Linked DNA regions of Oryctolagus cuniculus: region 2 is linked to region 1. A link is a contact called in public Hi-C data. All regions are on one chromosome and are shown on one strand. Each heading gives the region's core, a stretch centred on a gene start, on an enhancer-like site or on the middle of the called end of the contact. The rest is flanking DNA. Distances are from core to core; before and after follow the strand shown.

Evidence for each region. A called contact is a pair of places that touch in the nucleus more often than the background predicts.
Region 2: a Hi-C map of psoas muscle shows a contact between it and region 1, with 7 times the contacts expected there. The contact joins two enhancer-like sites. A contact is called at or near these places in 4 of 6 Hi-C or Micro-C datasets (liver, psoas muscle, skin fibroblasts and 1 more).

What each region holds. Positions count from the first base shown.
Region 1 is chr18:52,482,248-52,485,258 of mOryCun1.1, forward strand. All of the region lies in intron 5 of NIP7 (nucleolar pre-rRNA processing protein NIP7), which reads left to right. Among named protein-coding and RNA genes, the nearest start is that of TERF2, 12 kb to the left of the region's middle. Within about 2 kb of position 1,299, at least 2 of the 8 cell types and tissues checked have an H3K27ac peak or open chromatin away from gene starts, as enhancers often do.
Region 2 is chr18:52,592,458-52,595,157 of mOryCun1.1, forward strand. It overlaps LOC138846561 (a long non-coding RNA gene), which reads left to right. Exons shown (of 3, transcript XR_011384065.1): 2 at 1-1,176; 3 at 1,390-2,700. Among named protein-coding and RNA genes, the nearest start is that of CYB5B, 64 kb to the left of the region's middle. Within about 2 kb of position 1,439, at least 1 of the 8 cell types and tissues checked has an H3K27ac peak or open chromatin away from gene starts, as enhancers often do.

The DNA of each region.
Region 1 (3,011 bases), core at 49-2,548:
CTGATTTTGTTTTTTAAGATTTATTTTATTTATTTGAAAGACAGAGTTACAGAAAGAAAGAGGTAGAGCCAGAAAGAGAGAGGTCTTCCATCTGCTGGTTCACTCCCCAAATGGCCGCAATGGCCAGAGCTGAGCTGATCCAAAGCCAGGAGCCAGGAGCTTCTTCCAGGTCTCCCACACGGGTGCAGGGGCCCAAGCACTTGGGCCATCTTCTACTACTTTCCCAGGCCATAGCAGAGAGCTGGATTGGAAGTAGAATAGCCAGGACTCGAACCGGTGCCCATATGGGACGCCAGTGCTGCAGGCCAGGGCTTTAACCCGCTGCACCACAATGCCGGCCCCTCTACCTGAATTTGTTGTTTGCAAATGGTATGGAATAGGATCTAGTTTCGTGTTTTTTTTTTTTTTTCCCCATATGGGTATCCATCTATTCCCACACCATTTATTAAAAATATCTCCTTTTCCTACTTTTATTATAAATTATGTGGCCACAGAGGCGGGGACCTGTTTTTGGAGATAGTTTTCCGACCTTGTTAAGTAATAGAGTGTGCAAACAAGAAAGGTTGACGGCTACTCTCCTGAGAACCTGTGGCCTCTGTATGGTTTGTCAGCTTCTCCGAGCTGCCTGCACCATGGGGAGAACCCGGTGGGATGGCTCAGTAAAGCAGCTGGATGTTCTGACATGGAGGCCTCGGGGAGCAGTGGCAGCAGCCGTTTTTTTCCTTTGCTGTTAATTTCAAGTGCCAGGGAGCACACCCCCTGGAGACAGAGACTGCCAGAGGACAAGTCCAGGGAACATGGCTTTTGGGTGGGTCACGAGTGATGGGGAACTCTGTGGGGATCTGTTAGATGTCCGTGGCACATTTCCCACGTGGATTTCATCCCCTTGTAGTTTGTGTGGCTTAGAAGGGCCCAGAGGGAAAGGACTGTGCCCTGCCCCCCATGCCGGCTGGCAGGGAAGATCGAGTAGTGTTGCTGGCCGCGGGTTAGACACAGAAACCTGTCACCAAGTCCAGGGCTGGGCCTTTTTAAAATTCCTGCCGCTGCAGTGCTGCAGGATTCCAGAGTTTCACCCACACTCTGCTCCCTCCCCAAACCCCAGCCAGGGCCGACGTGTTGCCATCAAACTCACCCACTCACCCGAAGCACCGCCACCCATGGGTGGTGAAATGCCTGCCACGCCCGCAGCACAACCTTGCCTCTGGGACAAAGAGCACAGGGTCTCGCACTCAGCAGACACTGTTGATAACCATCAGGTGAGTAACCAGTGAGTAACCACATTAAGATTAGGCTACAGGAGCACATTCCCATCTGCTGCCGTGTAGCCAGAATTGGACAGGGGGTGTGGCCGTGCCCGGTCTTGCATTGCTGAGGGAGCTCCCACTGAAGGGATTCTGGGCCCTCCCCCGCCTGCTGAGTTAGAATGGAGAGGGGTGTACAAAGGTAGCTATGTATTTATTGTATTATTTTTTTTTAAAGATTTATTTGTTTGTTTGAAAGGCAGGGTTACAGAGAAGCAGAGGCAGAGAGAGAGAGGTTGTCCGTTCGCTGGCTCATTCCCCAGATGGCTGCAATGGCTGGAGCGTTGCCAGTCCAAAGCCAGGAGGAGACAGGAGCTTCCTTCAGGTCTCCCATGTCGGTGCAGAGGCTCAAGGACTTGGGCCATCTTCTGTTGCCTTCCTGGGCCATAGCAGGGAGCTGGATTGGAAGTGGAGCAGCTGGTACTCGAACCAGTGCCCATATAGGATGCTGGCACTGCAGGCAGCGGCTTTAGCCACTATGCCACAGTGCCGGCCTCAGCCTATGTATTTTAAGCTCTCTGGAATTCCAGTTTTGATGCCCCATCAGGTATGGGAATCATGGCACCCTTGGTGGTCACAGTTCACATGCCATTTGACCCTACACTTTCTCCTGTGCTATGAGTACAGGCACAAGCACACTCAGGGCAGCAGTTTTGGAACAGAAGTACCCAAAACTATCTCTTCTTATGCCCATGATGGAAAAAAAATAGAAATACCTGAAACTAGGCAGATGTCCCTTTCATGAAACACATTTTATGGTGCATCATCCCATTAGCAGAATCAGGTGTAATAGCAGCAAAACAGCCGAGTGCCTACTCTCAGAGAGATTTGCCTGTTAGTCCGTCAGACCGAAGGCACACGGGGGGAGGATTTGTTGATGTATGAGTGTACTGCTTTGAAAAGATGTTCAACACTTTTGTTTGTTTGTTTTAACTAAGGAAACCTTTGAGTGTGACCTGCTCCAAAAGAGGAAAACAACTTACAAAACATTGTATGCAATATTGTCCTTTTTTGTGTATGCTTTAAAAGTTATATACACAGGCATAAACATCTACAAGGGTATCTCCAAAAAGTTCATAGAAAATAGAATGGACAAGTTTATTTTCTTGCAGAAATATTTTTTTAAATCTGAAAAGTTTTTCACTAATACACATTTTCTAAGAACTTCTTGAAGACAATTTGTGCATATACAAGTATATTAGTAGCGTTCCAGTGCTGTAGGATAGTAGGCTAAGCCTCCGCCTACAGTGCCAGCATCACATATGGGTGTCAGTTCGTGTCCCAGCTGCTCCTCTTCGGATCCTGCTCTCTGCTATGGCCTGGAAAAGCAGTGGAAGATGGCCCAAGTCCTTGGGCCCTTGCACCCGTGTGGGAAACCAGGAAGAAGCTCCTGGTTCCTGGCTTTGGCCTGGCCCAGCCCTGGCTGTTGCAGCCATTTGGGGAGTGAACCAGCGGATGGAAGGACTCTCTCTCTCTCTCTGTTTGTAAATCTACCTCTCAAATAAATTAAGAAAAAAGAAAAGAGCAGACATCTTTTTAAAAAGTATATTAGAAGAAAACATTGTGGCAGAACGTCTTTTAAAATGTTAAGGACAGTCAGCCCTGGAAAGTGGGACTGAGGGAAGGAAGATTTTGCTCTCTGCTCTTCTCTTTATATCCTTTCATGTTTTTAAACATTTTTAACCTAAGGAAATACGACTTCAACATTTT
Region 2 (2,700 bases), core at 189-2,688, 110 kb after region 1:
TTCTTAAAATGTGCAGAGGTTTAGGCCCACCCAGATCAAGTGTGTTATTGATGTTTTCTCATATTGGAACTGTGCATATTATTAATGGTGTATATGCTGTTTGGGATGGTGTGTTGCCTTATCGATGTAGTACAATTAAGGGCAAGCTTTGTGGTGGGGACACCCATATCCCATATCAGAGTCCCGGCTCCTCCACTTCCAATCGAGATTCCTACTACTGTGCATCCTAGGAGGCAGCAGATGATGGCCCAAGTTCTTAGGTCCCTGCTACCCGTGCAGGAGACCTGGATGGGGTTCCTGGCTTTGGGCTGCCCTAGTCTTAGCTGTCTCTTCCCTCTGTCTGTCATCCTTTCTCCTTCTCCTCCTCCTCCTTTTTTAAGATTTACTTATTTATTTGAAAGGCAGACTTGGGAGGGATGCTACTCTTTCAAATAAATAAAACTTAAAATATGTAGTGCAATTAAAGTATTGGAAACATTTGTAAGAAAAACATGTCCTCAGGAATGCTTCGTGGTAAATATTTTTCTGAAGATCCACTAGCTTTTTGACCCTCCAATTGGAATTGCCCTTATATTCATCCTTCCTTGTTGGTGCTGAGTTTCAGTTGTGTATTAATCCACTGTGAATGACTATCTTTTTAACCAAAACAAAATTATTGACATACGTGCACATAGATGTGTAAAATATTATATACATAAATAGAATGATAGCTCACCTTTGAAATCCATTTACTATGTGTCCTGTCCCATGGATGCATGCACTTAACACAAAAACATCACTATTGTACGCGATTAGTTTGATTGCTTTCCACTAATGAGTTTATCTGACCTACCCAGCTCTTCTTCAGCCACAGTCTTCTGAAAAGTGTTCGTCCAGCATTCTAATAATAGCCGTGACTGGCACTCTGATAGAAGGAATGTCCGTGTTACGTACCCCGCCACCTTCTGAAAGTGAATGTTCAAACATACAGACAGATGTGGGGCTCTCAGATTTATAAAATTCTTCAGGAGAATCTAAGACAATATTCGAATGTGCAGAAGACCTGAGTGGCTGGTGGGTTATATGGAGGTGGCTTAAGGAATCTGGAGAACCTGAGAAGCTGTGGCTCCCACATCCTGTAGCACTCCCGTGGCACGCCTCGTGTGCGCTGCGTGCTGTCATGTGATTTGCAAAGAGGTAGGCTTTGTGCTAAGTGTATACTGAAACATTATGTTCTGTGCTTAACATAACCAGTAACAGACACTATCTCAGTAACTTTGAAAAATATGTTTATGACTCAGGACCCAAACAGTGCAGAGAGAAAGGATCTTGATGTTCACAGGAGAGAGGGAGAGAGGGCAAGAACTGCTGTGTTTATTTTGTCATGGTCAATTTATTCTTTCCCCACAGAGACTTACTTCCTTACCTCTAACCTTGAGTCTCCAACAGTACGCTCAGCCAGAAGCCTCGGCTGTTTATAACCCTTGTTACCATTTAGCAGTATAAAGAGGTTGGTTTTAGCAGGCATTGTCTATTGAATTACGTGGCTTTCCGTGGGGGAGCTTTGGAGTGGACTTCTTAACATCCACCCACCCCAGATGATAAGTCTCAGACATTTGGGCCCCACCCATACCCCTGGTCTGATTGGTCACACATGTGACCCAGTTCTCACCAACGGGATACGATGGGACATCTGAGGAAGGATTCAGGGAGAAGTTTCCTCTCCAAAGAAACACCCACAGGAAAGAACTGCTGTGGGCATCCTGTTGCCAGCCCGAGAATGAAGCCAGCACCAAGGACGGCCAAGTGCAGAGATTGACCCAAGCTGCTGACCCAACTCACGCTGAAGCTTGGCCGACAGCAGGACTTGCATCTACATGGAGATCCTAATTTTTCCTATTAAGCCATTCAAGTTTAGGTTTCTATTCCTTGCAGCTGGAAGCATCCTCACTGATAAACTCTGCTTAAGAGAAATGACTCACAGGGAAATAATCCTCCCAGCTTCTGATTAACTCTGGCCTCCAGAGATAATTATCTGGGCCATCAGATATATAAAAATATGGAGGTCATAAGATCAAAATTATAGAGGTTCCCTGTAGGGAGAGGGTAGGGCTGGTGGCTGGGAGGGGCCCGAGAGGGGCTTCTGGAATGCTGGTAATGTCCCCATCTGCGTAGTAGTTAAGTGAGTGTTTACTTTGGGATAAATCCTTCAAGCTGTATGCTTATGATTTGTATGCATTTCTGCCTGTAAGTTGTACTTCAATTTTAAACGTTTATTTACTAATATTATATTGTAACCAGACCTCAAAACAAATTGTTTACATCTTGAACAGAAGGATACGATGGCACATCAGAGTTGTGTCGCTCTGCAACCCAAGTGGGGTGGGGGGAATGTGCTTTCCTTGATAAACACCCAGAAACCCATGGCAAAGCTCTCCTATCACTAGTGGGTGGCCAACCCACTCAGCCAAAACAATTTCCACTTTGGTTTGCATGGAAAGGCCCCAAAGCCTTGCAAATGACAGACATTATTCTTTTTAGAATCTAGTCACAATTAATATTGAAAAGCAGAATAAAAATAAACAGGGCAGAGTCTACCTGGAGACCTTTGTCCAGCAACATTCTCAGAGAGAGATGTTCTTTATGGGAGACTGAAAGAAAGCTACCATGACCTCACATGGTCAGCCTGGTGTCCTGAGAGCTCACAGAGGAAGAGCTGGG